2 separate regions of the Hordeum vulgare genome follow, and region 1 is linked to region 2. The links are chromatin contacts, called in public Hi-C maps. All regions are on one chromosome and are shown on one strand. The core of a region is the stretch at or near the end of the contact, and the rest is flanking DNA. Distances in the headings are between cores, read along the strand shown.

Region 1 (7,027 bases), core at 3,489-5,988, 280 kb before region 2:
CCTACGTGCATGCATAACGGTCCCTGCCACTAGCCGTTGACCATTCATCCGACGGCTGATGAGCCTCTTCTAGCTATACAGCACGAGCATGTGGCTCCTCTGCTTTTGCTTCGCTTTTACCTTCAATGGCTTTATAAGCCTGCCCAGCCCTCTCGGTGGAGGCATGTAATTGAGACTCGGGTGTCTACCCTAGCCGCCAGTGGCGTGCTACACCACTTTCCCCTTTTATGATAACATAAACCCTAGCTCAAACTCCGAAATTTGCTACCGTTTTGCTGTGATCAGTCCCCTGTTCTTGCTTAGAATGCTTTGGGTCCTGACAACACATTACTGCAGATTCTACATCTATACTACTATTAAACAATCCAACAAGAATTACACTACAGACACCCCATCAAACGCCCCACAAAAAAAACAACCAATCAGCACCCCACGATTAATCCCACAGATCTTAATCTAACAGCTCTCGTTAATCCACCGTCTGCTGGGTGTACTTAGCAATTACAATTGGCTGAACATACTCCACCAACGAAACTTCCAATCACGCAAGAAAAAAAAAGAGGAGAACATGCCCAGCAACGTCCCCTGTAATCACGGGACCATCCAGCCACCAGATCACGGGCGACGTTGACATTGGAGATTGGCATGCCCCCTCCCCCTCCTCTTCCCCGCCCCCCCCCCCTTCCCGTCCTCCGCGCGGTCCCCTGTATGCTCGGTCCGCTCGCCGCGCCGCGCCTCCCCTGCTCGCCGCGCTCGCCCCAGCTCCCCCCCGCTCGCCCCGCTCGCCGCGCCGTGCGTCCCCTGCTCGCCCAGCTCCCCCCGCTCGCCCCGCTCGCCCCCGCTCCCCCCGCTCAGCCCCGCTCCCCACGCTCGGCGGGCCGTGCCTCCTCCCCCGCTCGACGCGCCACCCCGTCCCCGTCCGCCCGCCGAGCCGTGACGGATTCGGCCTCGGCCGCGGCGGCGGCGGCGGACACCAAGGCCCGGTTCGAGGCCTACAACCGGCTGCAGGCGGCGGCCGTGGCGTTCGGGGAGAAGCTCCCGATTCCGGAGATAGTGGCGATAGGGGGCCAGTCGGACTGCAAGAGCTCGCTCCTGGAGGCGCTCCTCGGCTTCCGCTTCAACGTCCGGGAGGTCGAGATGGGCACCAGCCGCCCCCTTGTCCTCCAGATGGTCCACAACCCCACCGCCCTCGATCCCCGCTACCGCTTCCAGGTGCGTGACGCGCTTCACCTCTTCTAGGGTTCCCCCCCTTCGTTCCCCTCACAAATCGAGTCTGGTGCTCCTGGTAAACGCGTGCGAGCGGCTGATTAGCGTGGGTATTGCGAACATATTACTTGCCCATGCTGGAAGAGGTGGAAGCAGTGGGATGACTGAGGCAGTTGCTGAGATAGCACGCGCGGCTGCACGATCATGGCTTGCTCCTCTTACTGAAACTGCATGTGATCGGCTTGCATTTGTCCTGCAAAGCTCATTTGACCTTGCAATGGAGCGCAGCCGCACTGATGATTCAAGATGTAAGACTTGGCATTTTTATTTTGCTGGGGTTCATCTTGCTTCTAGCCTTATTTAGTAGTCCAATTATTATTGTGTAGTACTTTTTCTATCGCAGGCTAGGATGACTTGGCTGCCGCACGTGCTTGAATCAATTCCCTTTGAATCAATTCTTCTGTTGTTTGTTTATATTCAGAATCAATTGTACAGTATTATTGTTGATACAATTTATTCCAGCAACTTTTTGTTAGTAGATGGGATAATAGTTTTATAGACTTCATGTGATTTCTTCCATGCTTTGTCCTGAATAATTTGCCAACACGATGCAGGTTTATGTGATAGCACCTGCTGATAAAATCAAGTGCCACACAAAGTGCTGAACTATTTTCAAATAATTAAGATTTTGGCACCTAGGCTAATCATTAGTATGTGTTCAAGGATAAAGAAAGGTATGAGCCTGAGCTTCTTATATTTCCATATACGTTTGACATTTAAGTTTAACCGGTTAGAAGATTTTTCAAAATCATGTGTAATAGATTTATTTTCTTGTTATATCTGTAGGCAAGATTTTCAAGTTGTTAGCCATGCAAAAGGGCAAGCTAGCTGATTGGTTGTGTGCAGTGGCGAATCTTGACAGAAAATAAAGGGAGGGCTCAATGTTAACAATGTGAAGAAAAAAACATTAACTATTAGTTTTTTAGTTTAGATAATGTTTTTTTATGATTAATACTAGCAATTTTTGTTTTCTAATTTTTGGAGGGGCAGCTTAAGCCTGTTGAAGCACCCCCCCCCCCTTGGATTCGCCACTGGTTGTGTGCATTACTCTGGTTTTCAGGTTTCTTCTTACATGGATTCTTTGTTGTATTTCAATAAGGATCCAGATCAATGATTTTGCAATGAACACATGTGTGAGTATGACTTTGACCCAACCTGCATCAGCCTTGGTGTGCCACCGGCATCTCTGTAGCACGTGTCTGATAATGTGATGCTAACTTCGAATATTGTTTTTTTTACAGGTGGTGGAAGGGGCCTTGAGATTTCCATGTTGGGGAAGAAGTGGTCTTTTGCTGCAGGGAAGGGAAGGGCACCAGGTGATTCGTTTTTCTCTATCAATTTGTCATTGATTTTATATATTTTTTGAGGAGTCGGTCACTTGTATGGAGAACTGGGTACATGCTGATCGGTAGGATGGAAAGAGATTGCACTGAGTATGCTCTATAGTTCATTGGCTGCCATTGAGGAAGTGAGCTGAAGTGTTTAAAGTTTTTCTGAACCTTTTCCTAGAGTACAATCCTCTGGTGTCCTCAACAGACACTGCCAATTCACACTTCATCCTAGCTGGCACTGAATGTTTGCACGCAAGAGTTAATCTACCATAGTACTTCAAAATCTATATTATTTGCTACTGGCCAAGCTACCTGTGAGCGAGTTGTGAAAGATAAATATGTTCATCAATCCATTTAATTGCAAATTACAAGTGTCTTCCTTATGATTTTAGGATTTGGTTGTATAAGCACTGAATATTTGTAAGCATAGCCTTGTTTTAGCATAGACATGTGAGGGACAATCAAAATGCTGCTGGAAAAGGAACAAAAGTATACTTGTATATATACTGCAATCTTGAGACACATGCCTATTTTACCTGGACTATCAAAGCAAAAGATTATTTGCGAACCCAATTAATGATACTCTTCTAGGTTTCAGATTACCAACCATAAGTGCCTTATTTTGAAGAGGATTATACAATCTTCATATTGGAGATGGCCAGTTACAGTTTCATCTAAACAATGGGGTTTGAAACTTTTGCAGGGCCTAGATTTGAGAATGCTGGAGTGTGTAGACATTCCCATACCATCATATTGGGGGTCTGTAGTCCGGTCTTATATTTCTTACCCTGAGCATTATGTACTATCTCACATGTTCACTTAAATTGTACCATCTTATTTGTTGTCTGATTTTTGTTTGTTTATAATAATACAGGGAGAGATAAGGAAGTACTAATTTGTTATGGCTTTATTTATGCCGCTCTGGTGGTACACTCGCTTTGCCTATCCACTGAGAAAGGAGGATGGTGGATTCAAAATTTCATAGTTTCTTGCGTATCTGAGTTCTCAATTTTATGTAAATGTTGTATAGTATTTGTGTTGATGCGTTTGTTCTTGTAGATGCATTCTCACACATATGATCCTTTATATTCACATTTATTCACACTTATTTTGATGTGTTATTATTTTCTCTCATTACTTTTGTGTTGCTTCCTAGACTTTCTTGAAGAACAAATATTAAATTCTGAGACCTTGCCATCTTTATAATGAATAATCTATAAGAGAGTGTTCATACCATGTGTCTCTTCACACTTACTTTGTGGGGTTTAGACTGTTTTAGGTCAATGAAGTGGTTATGATATGTTTGAGAACACAATTCAAATCTGAAATTTTGATAACACAATTTTTAGAACTGTGGCATTACAAAATACGAGTAGTTGTTTCGATTGAGGATTAAAGTAGAGGCATTGCTAAAATTTTAATATAAAAAGCAATTTATAAATTATTCGGTTAGTCGTGCGTTGCACGTGAATGCTAACTAGTCATGGTAAAGAACTCTGAAGTACTAGAGAGAGACGAGGCTAAGTTCAAACTAGAAACATAAGCTGCGAGCTCCATCTTCCAGCTTGTACGTGATTCATTTTAATGCCAAATTCTGCGGTTCAACATTAAACTAACGACCAAGCTCATAGTACCAATTCCGCTGATTTGTCGACTGAACACTGAAGTACAGATGTGCGCGCATACCTCGAGGAGCTTCCTAGAGTAGTCGGAGACGCCGTCCGAGACGAGCACGACGAGGTCCCGGCGGGTGCCCATGTCGCGGATGGACTTCCCGAGGACGCGCACGCCCAGGACGAACTCGTCTCCGTAGAGCAGCGTCACGTACGCCTCCTCCGCCCCCGCCGCGGCCGCCACTCCGCCTCCGCCGCCGACGGCCAGCAGGGCCATCGTGGCGAGGAGGGTGGCCCAGAGCCCCAGCTTGGGCGGCGCCCACCGCATCGCGAGCCGGGTCGGTTCCCGCGGGGAGGAGAGAGAGAGGCGGTGAAGGGGGGGAAGCGCGGCGAAGGGCCGAGGAAGCGGCGGAAGGAGCAACGGCGGTTTCCCGCAGCGCCACGTCTGTTGGCCCGTTTTCCTTTCCGTCAAAGAGAGTGTGGAGTTTGGAATTTACGTTGGCCTTTCCGTTCAAGTCCTAGTCGAACGGCGATGGCTACAAACTCTGCGAGCGCGTGCGCCTACAGGTGGATCTCGTTGGCTGCGATGTGGCTTGAGAGATGGAACATGAAGCCGAGCTGGAAAGGTCGGCCGGCTGCGCACCGGCACGGCACATGTTCTGCTTCTCTGCACAAACACGGAATAAGTTCGGCAGGAGGCATAATTTCCTCTTTTGACTCTTTTCATCAATTTTAGACCGATCTAACCTCGGTTTGATTTTTAAAACATTTGATCATTTTTTCTATCATCAGGGATCTCGACGGTAGGATTACATAACCTACCGCGAGGGCATCCGGCGATAAGGGACCAATCCACGTCAGCACAGACAGACAGGCGTCGTCTTCATTCCCCTACTGCCGCAGGTCCTCGCGGTAGCCTGTGTAACCCTACCGCCAAGGTCTCTGGTGGTAGGGTCCTGGCAGTTATAAGCAGCTGACCCGCCCGCACCACACACCATCTCCCCCTCTTAGAGCATCTCCAACGGCCGTGCTAAACAAGCGCCACGCTGTAAATTTATCCATTTTAGCGCGTGCACAATCGGCAGAGTGTCTCGAGCGGGCGCGCAATAACCGCGCGCGCGGCATATAGAGATGGGTGCGCGGCCCGAATCGCCATCGCGCGCTGCGTATTTGGGGCGTCCGCTTCCGCGCGTGGCATACACGAGTGCTCGCCTTCGCCCAGCACGCGACGGCGCAGGCGAACAGACCCGATGGACGCGCGCGCCGGCTCCCTCCTCACCCCATCCTACAGCCGCGAACCCTCCACCGCCGTCGTCGCCGCCGCAAACCCTAGCGTTGGGAGTGTTGGCCTCGTCTCTACCTCCGTCGGAGCTCCTCCGAGCATCAGCCTTGCGCGCGGCCTCTTCATGCCGCCGCAGATGACCTCGGCGGCTGGCATTGTCGCGCCGGCGCTGGCGCCCGCCGTGATGAAGCCCTTGATACGTCCATTTTGCATCATGTTCTCATGTTGATATTTATCGCTTCTTTAATTTGGCTGTTAATTCACTTCATGGTACAACTCTTATGTCTTTTCTCTCTTATTTTGCAAGATTTACATGAAGAGGAAGAATATCGGCAACTGGAATTCTGGCCTAAAAGTGGAGCAAAGTTGAGATACCTATTATGCGCAACTCCAAACGCCGTGAAAATCAACGGGGATTTTTTCCCAATTTATCAAAAATACTGGGCCGAAGAAGTACCAGAGGGGCACCAGGGGGTGCCCACAAGCCTGCACGGCGTGGCCACCCCCCCCCCAGGCCACGCCATGGGGGCTTGTGGGCAGCCCACTCGCCCACTCGCCCCCTCTTTTGCTATATGGAGGGTTTCGTCCAGGAAAAAATCAGAGAGGAGATTCTTCGTGGTTTCGCCGCCGCCACGAGGCGGAACTTGAGCAGAACCAATCTAGAGCTCCGGCAGGACGATCCTGTCGGGGAAACTTCCCTCCCGGAGGGGGAAATCGTCGCCATCGTCATCACCAACACTCCTCTCATCGAAGGGGACTCGTCACCATCAACATCTTCATCAGCACCATCTCATCTCCAAACCCTAGTTCATCACTTGTAACCAATCTCCGTCTCGCAACTCCGATTGGTACTTGTAAGGTTGCTAGTAGTGTTGATTACTCTTTGTAGTTGATGCTAGTTGGATTATTTGGTGGAAGAGTTTATGTTCAGATCCTTGATGCTACTCATTACCTCTCTGATCATGAATATGATTATGCTTTGTGAGTAGTTACTTTTGTTCCTGAGGACATGGGATAAGTCATGCTAATAATAGTCATGTGAATTTGGTATTCGTTCGGTATTTTGATATGTTGTATGTTGTTTTTCCTCTAGTGGTGTTATGTGAACGTCGACTACATAACACTTCACCATTGTTTAGGCCTAGAGGAAGGCATTGGGAAGTAGTAAGTAGATGATGGGTTGCTAGAGTGACAGAAGCTTAAACCCTTACTTTGTAAGGGGTTGATTCAGATCCACTAGTTTAATGCTATGGTTAGACTTTGTCTTAATTCTTCTTTCCTAGTTGCGGATGCTTGCGAGAGGGGTTAATCATAAGTGGGATGCTTGTCCAAGTAAGGGCAGTACCCAAGCGCCGGTCCACCCACATATCAAACTATCAAAGTAACGAACGCGAATCATATGAACATGATGAAACTAGCATGACAGAAATTCCCGTGTGTCCTCGGGAGCGTTTTTCCTCCTATAAGACTTTATCCAGGCTTGTCCCTTGCTACAAAAGGGATTGGGCCACTTTGCTGCACCGTTGCTACTTTTG
Region 2 (6,665 bases), core at 894-3,393:
ATTCTTAAAATAGTTTCGTCTTAATATTTTTTTAAAAATATTTCCGTTCTACAAAATTGTTCACATATTCAAGTTACTTTTTCTTGAAAAGTGTTCACAAATTTAGTAATTTGATTACAACGCCAAAAAATTTCTAACATTTTTTAAAGCACGTGTGTGTTGTGTCAAAAATGTAAGGACTTAAAAAAAATTATATTCATAATTTACAAGAAAAGATCGAAAAGAGGGGAAAAAACCCGATCTGCCGATGTGACTAGGTCTAAAATGCTTGCATTGCCAACTTGTTCTACAGCAGCGCGGTGGTTAGATCGAATCTTAGCTGGAGCACTGCATTTATCATTCATTTTTACACCGCTCACTAACTACATGGGCTGTCCAGTCGTGCTGCATCCTGTGCGTGCGGCCATTAATTTGACGCAGAATGCGGCGATTAGGACCTTCCCCTCCAGAGCTTTTCGATCTAGGAAGTGAGGAAATATATGGGCTGGCAGGTCGGGCCGGTAACACATAACCGAAGCTACCGCAAGCGTGATTCGTTTGTTCGTCCACTTTGTTTGAAATTCTGCGAGTTTAAGACTGCACAAACTTGAGGATTCACTCGATGAAGGAAAATAAATGCTATTCGCCTAACTGCCAGAGACAAAATTTACGTACCAGTCGTAAGAATCTTGGCTGAGCAGCCTCTGTTTGGCCAAGTCTTTAGCCTTGAGTCATGGTATAAAACGGATCAGATTTACGACGGCGACCTCTATGCACCATGCACTAGCAGTTGCATGACATGCCGGCCGAATGTTAAACTTCTTTTCCTGATCCGGTCAAGCATCGCTTTTCTATCTTGGAGAATTCCGCGATACGCGAATGCATTTTCGCCCTGTCAAGACCGCTCATAAACACTCGGGCGATACCGCAAATGTTGAGTAAGTTGTTGAACCAGTATGATGTGTGGTACCTTTCACTTTATTACCATCACACCCGTCGTTCTTGCTTTGAACACATGTAGTAAAGCACAAGCCCGAAATCAACTCTGCGGTTGGAAAGCAAGGGAGCAGAATTCTGTTTTCTACAGTTTAATCAACCTGCTGGCAACTCGATAGTTGTTCAGGTGGCTTTCTAACCTAGCATCCAAGAGCTTTTGGGACCGTCAAGTTGCTCCAGACTCCTCTTTGTGTACGGTAAGGTCGTACCAAAACCCCAAATGTCGTAAAGCTAACAAGATTCAGCACTCACTCGGATCCTACTGACCTGTAAACAGTGGACCGGGAACGTCCTGTTATTCAAAGGCCGTGATGGATGGACTTAATTCCACGACGCCAAGTGTGACGACGACCTGACGGGTTGTCGACAACGCATCCCACTTGCTCTTAGATACTAGATATAGATGTGTTATTATATGCTGATATTGCATGTTTTGCTTTGCAGGAGTACGTATGAAACTCCTTCAGTCGCGCTCGCATGTGTGAACATATGCGCCTCCTAAATAATGTGTCCTGCTAACTCCTACTCGTTTCTTACACTTCTTCCTCAAGACAGCGGCCTTGTCCTTGTCCTGCTATGGCAGCACTAGCATTAGTAGTCAAATCCTAAAATTAAGGTTTCGCTTTGATTTTTTAAATCTACAGAGAAGCTCCAGTGTGAATACGCGCCTCTTGCAGGAGCGGCTTCTACTTTGCCTGCAGTCCTACTTGCTTGGACTGGGCTCTGCCGGACTTTACGATGTTTGTCAAGCTAAGTAAGGACGCATGCCAGTCAATACGACCTAATACCGCCACTACATATTGTATAAAATACAATGTATACTACTACCACTAGCTGGTACCACCATTCTCCTCCCTGCACGAGGCTATTGTGATTTCCTTTTTCTTGTTTAAACAGAGCTAGAGACTGTGACCTCCTGCTGAGAACCGCTTTCACGCCCGGGGGTGACGACGTCGCGGATCTTGTCGTGGGGCATGCCGGCCCCTTTCATGATTACTGCTTAATTATTGTGGATTTTTAGTGGTACGAATACTATCAAATTTGGAATGGAAAGAGCATGGTAGTTGCGTCTGCATGGATGCGTCGGTTTCGATTACTGTATGACACAAGTTGGCAACGAGGTCGAGAGGGAAAGGCAGGCGTACGACTTGTATATTGCGCACGGGCTCGTGTCTTGTCCTCTGCTGGATCCTACCATGGATGTAGAATATTCGCGTGGGACTATTATCTATCCTATATGTTATCCACGGTCCAGAGGAATGAGGGTTCAGTTTTGTCCGGAGGCACCGGTTTCATCCTCAGTTTCATACGTGCCCTTCAACTTCAAGTACCGCTCCTTTGTCTTCTCTCAGTTCAAGCGCCCCCCCCCCCCCCCCCCCCCCCCCAAGTTCCCGCACAAGCACAAGAAAAACGATGTCGCGAGCGTCCACTTTCTCTTGAGAAGAAACATATCTCGTCCTACTACTAGTACTCATGGACTTGGCTAGACTTACTTAATGACACGGGCAGCGCAGACGAAAGCGAGATCATATACATACGGCCAGTGTCAACACTTCACTACAGATGGTTGATGGACGACTCGTGTCCTGTTTCCTGTGTATGAACATGACATCGGTCAGTCGTAGGAGCAAATGTTTGAAGCGGCATCATCACCTTCCTCGTCGCATCCATCAACCAATAGAAGAGCGTCGTTGGCAAGGTAGTTTGACTCGCTTGGGCGCACATATGGCGGCCCGTTCACAGTTTGACCATTGCCCTAGTACTAAGTAGCAGCATAGATTCTTTGGTCAATATATTATCTACATGCGCACATGCGTGCTAGCGTCCAAACATGGTTCTATTTAGTATCCGATCAATCTAGAAATAATGCATTGATGTTTGTTTGTATATGCTCAACATCCTAGTTTTCAACGTATGGACTTTTCACCTATGGTGTGGCCCCTAAAGTCATCTCGAACGGTAATCCGTAATATTTTTTTCCGCATTCGTCCGCGGATAAAGAAGGACTAGTCTGCGGACACACAGATACGAAGACGTCATTCATTGTTAGCTCCATACATTTTAATCATAACTCGAACCAACGGGACGGATTTCATTCAAGTTTGGATATAATTTACATAAAAAAGTTGATATTCTGACTGTTTAACTAAAAACTAGAAAAATAATCTAAACCCTATGCCGGACGACCACCTCGTATGCGTGGCTGCCCTGCCTTGTCGCACTGTCGTCTTCGTCGGTGTCGTTGTCGTGGTCCCTCCAACTGTGGAACAATGTTCTAGGGTCGCGACAACCTTCTCCGACGTCTATCTGCCGCTTGCACAGAAGCCGCTCCGCCTCCTGCTACGCCGTGTGGAGTGCCCCGCGGCCACTAACGGGCGTGGCCTTCGGAGCCCTGACGACGATATTGCCGCGACCGATGTGGACGGAGCAGTTGCTAAGCGACCACTTCGCGTCAATCTTGCCGTCAAGGCGACGATGACACCTCGCGGCCGTCTCCGCGGTGGCCACGGAGCGGTCGAGCGCCCACGCCGCACCGAGGTCCGGGTCGTTGCAGACCCATTCTGGCGCTAGGTCCGTCTTGGCGAACGTGGAACGATGACCGACATTGCCTCGATCGTATCTCGCATGTTGTCGCGCCGCGCGCTTGGCCTCGAACACCACGACCCGAGAGCCGGAGGCACCGCTGATACGTCTCCAACGTATCTATAATTTTTGATAGTTTCATGCTATTATCTTGCCAAACTTTGAATGTTTTGTATGCCTTTTATATCTTTTTTGGGACTAACTTATTAACTCAGTGCCAAGTGCTAGTTCTTGTTTTTTCGTGTTTTTGACCCTTTTCAGAGGAGGATTTCAAATGGTGTCCAAATGGAATAAAACTTCCGAAAATATTTTTTCAGAAACAGAAGATACGCGCCAGACTTGAGAACCAAGGCAGGGGCCAGCAAGGGACCCCACAAGCCCCCTAGGCGTGGCCGGGGGGCCGCGCCTAGCAGGCTTGTGGGCCCCCTGTGGCACGTCTGCCCTACCTCTTCCGCCTATAAATTCAGAAAAATTTCAAAACTGCGCGAGAGATCCACGAAAATACTTTTCCGCCGCCGCAAGCTTTTGTCTCCGCAAGATCCCATCTGGGGCACGTTCTGGTGCCCTGCCGGAGGGGGGATTCGGATACGAAGGGCTTCCTCATCAACACCATGACCTCTCCGATGATGCGTGAGTAGTTCACCATAGACCTTCGGGTCCATAGCTAGTAGCTAGATGGCTTCTTCTCTCTCTTGGATATTCAATACAAAGTTCTCCATGATCTTCATGGAGATCTATCCGATGTAATCTTCTTTTACGGTGTGTTTGTCGAGATCCGATGAATTGTGGATTTATGATCAGATTATCTATGAATCTTATTTGAGTTTCTTCTGATCTCTTATATGCATGATTTCATATCCTTGTAATTCTCTTCGAGTTGCGAGTTTTGTTTGGCCAACTTGATCTATGATTCTTGCAATGGGAGAAGTGCTTGGTTTTGGGTTCATACCGTGCGGTGACCTCACCCAGTGACAGAAGGGGTAGCGAGGCACGCATCGTGTTGTTGCCATCACGGGTAAAAAGATGGGGGTTTTCATTGGTTTGAGTTTATCCCTCTACATCATGTCATCTTGCTTAAGGCGTTACTCTGTTTGTCATGAACTCAATACACTAGATGCATGTTGGATAGCGGTCGATGTGTGGAGTAATAGTAGTAGATGCAGAAAGTATCGGTCTACTTGTCTCGGACGTGATGCCTATATGTATGATCATTGCCTTAGATATCGTCATGACTTTGTGCGGTTCTATGAATTGCTCGACAGTAATTTGTTCACCCACCGTAATATTTGCTATTTTGAGAGAAGCCTCTAGTGAACACTATGGCCCTCGGGTCTACTTTACACCATATTTTCAGCCTTATACTTTTACTTTGTTGCACTTTCCGCCTTCAGATCTCACTTTGCAATCAATCTTGAAGGGATTGACAACCCCTTTATAGCGTTGGGTGCGAGCTCTTTTGTGTTTGCGCAGGTACTCTGGACTTGACGAGATTCTCCTACTGGATTGATACCTTGGTTTTCAAACCGAGGGAAATACTTACTACTCCTATGCTGCATCACCCTTTCCTCTTCAAGGGAAAAACCAACGCAAGCTCAAGAGGCAGCAGAAGGATTTCTGGCGCCGTTGCCGGGGAGGATCAAGTCAAGAATAGTCTCCCGTGAACGTGCCAATTTTTGGCGTCGTTGCCGGGGAGGATCAAGTCAAGAATAGTCTCCTGTCAACGTGCCGATTTCTGGCGTCGTTGTCGGGGAGGATCAAGTCAAGAACTCATCCAAGTAAGTGTCACAAACTCATCTCTTGCATTTACTGTTTTGCCTCTCGTTTTCCTCTCCCCCACTTGTGAAAAACAAAAATTTACAAAAATATTTGCCTCTTCTTCGTTTGCATTTTTCGTTCTTCCTTTTCTCTCGCTTGCTTTCTGCCCGCTTGTCTGTCTGCTAAGATCTGTATGGCCCAACCAAGGGATTTTGATGCTTACTATGCGAGGTTGGAAGAGATTGAAACTAGTGTTAAAGGCTTCATGTCTACACAGTTTGATTACAATAGTTACTTTCGTAGGGAACTGAAGGAGCAAAATTCTTTTTTGGATTTTATGAATAAAGAAGTTGATGATATGGCCAAAGAATTCCTTGCGCTAAATTCTAAGTGTGCTCGTCTTGAAAAATTGGTAGGCCAGATTTCTGATTAACAGGCTACTTTAGTCAATAAAATGGCTGCTAAACCTGAAATTTGTGATGAGAATCACGAAGATCTTAAAGTGCTTGGTGTGACTCCCATTGAATCTTTGTTTTTGTGTCAAACCTAATGATGATGGGGCTGGATATGAATCCACTTTGGTTGAAAAAAGCCCCAATGATTCGGAGTCCATCTACCTTGATGCTAAAAGCATTGAAAGTGGAGTAGAAGATATTAAAACCTTGAGTAGTAATGAAATTACTACTTTGGATTTCAAGGAATTCAATTATGATAGTTGCTCCTTGATTGAATGCATTTCCTTGATGCAATCCATGCTAAACTCTCCACATGTTGGGGAACGTCGCATGGGAAACAAAAAATTTCCTACGCGCACGAAGACCTATCATGGTGATGTCCATCTACGAGAGGGGATTTCCGATCTACGTACCCTTGTAGATCGCACAGCAGAAGCGTTAAGAAACGCGGTTGATGTAGTGGAACGTCCTCACGTCCCTCGATCCGCCCCGCGGACCGTCCCACGAACCGCCCCGCGATCCGTCCCACGATCCGCTCCGATCTAGTGCCGAACGGACGGCACCTCCGCGTTCAGCACACTTACAACTCGACGATGATCTCGGCCTTCTTGATCCAGAAAGAGAGACGGAGAGGTAGATGAGTTCTCCGGCAGCGTGATGGCGCTCCGGAGGTTGGTGGTAATCTAATCTCAGCAGGGCTCCGCCCGAGCTCCGCAGAAACGCGATCTAGAGGAAAAACCGTGGAGGTATGTGGTCGGGCTGCCGTGGCAAAAGTTGTCTCAAATCAGCCCTAAAACCCCACTATATATAGGAAGGTGGGAGGGGAGGAGGCAGACTCAAACCCTCAAGGTTTGGCCGAAATTTGAGGTGGAGGAGTCCTACTCCAATCCTACTTGG

What was found. A called contact is a pair of places that touch in the nucleus more often than the background predicts.
Region 1: a Hi-C map of seedling shows a contact between it and region 2, with 5 times the contacts expected there. The contact joins the promoter of LOC123403591 here to the enhancer-like site in region 2. A contact is called at or near these places in 4 of 6 Hi-C or Micro-C datasets (leaf and seedling).

Annotation. Positions count from the first base shown.
Region 1 is chr6H:376,981,687-376,988,713 of MorexV3_pseudomolecules_assembly, reverse strand. It overlaps LOC123403591 (inositol phosphorylceramide glucuronosyltransferase 1-like), which reads right to left and starts at 4,738. Exons shown (of 11, transcript XR_006611500.1): 1 at 4,284-4,738. LOC123403593 (a long non-coding RNA gene) reads left to right here and starts at 1,923. Exons shown (of 4, transcript XR_006611501.1): 1 at 1,923-1,940; 2 at 2,053-2,399; 3 at 2,508-2,582; 4 at 3,301-4,269.
Region 2 is chr6H:376,694,994-376,701,658 of MorexV3_pseudomolecules_assembly, reverse strand. No RefSeq gene overlaps it. Among protein-coding and RNA genes, the nearest start is that of LOC123406048, 22 kb to the right of the region's middle. Within about 2 kb of position 2,143, at least 3 of the 3 cell types and tissues checked have open chromatin away from gene starts, as enhancers often do. A contact at or near this core is called in leaf and seedling, where this site is marked.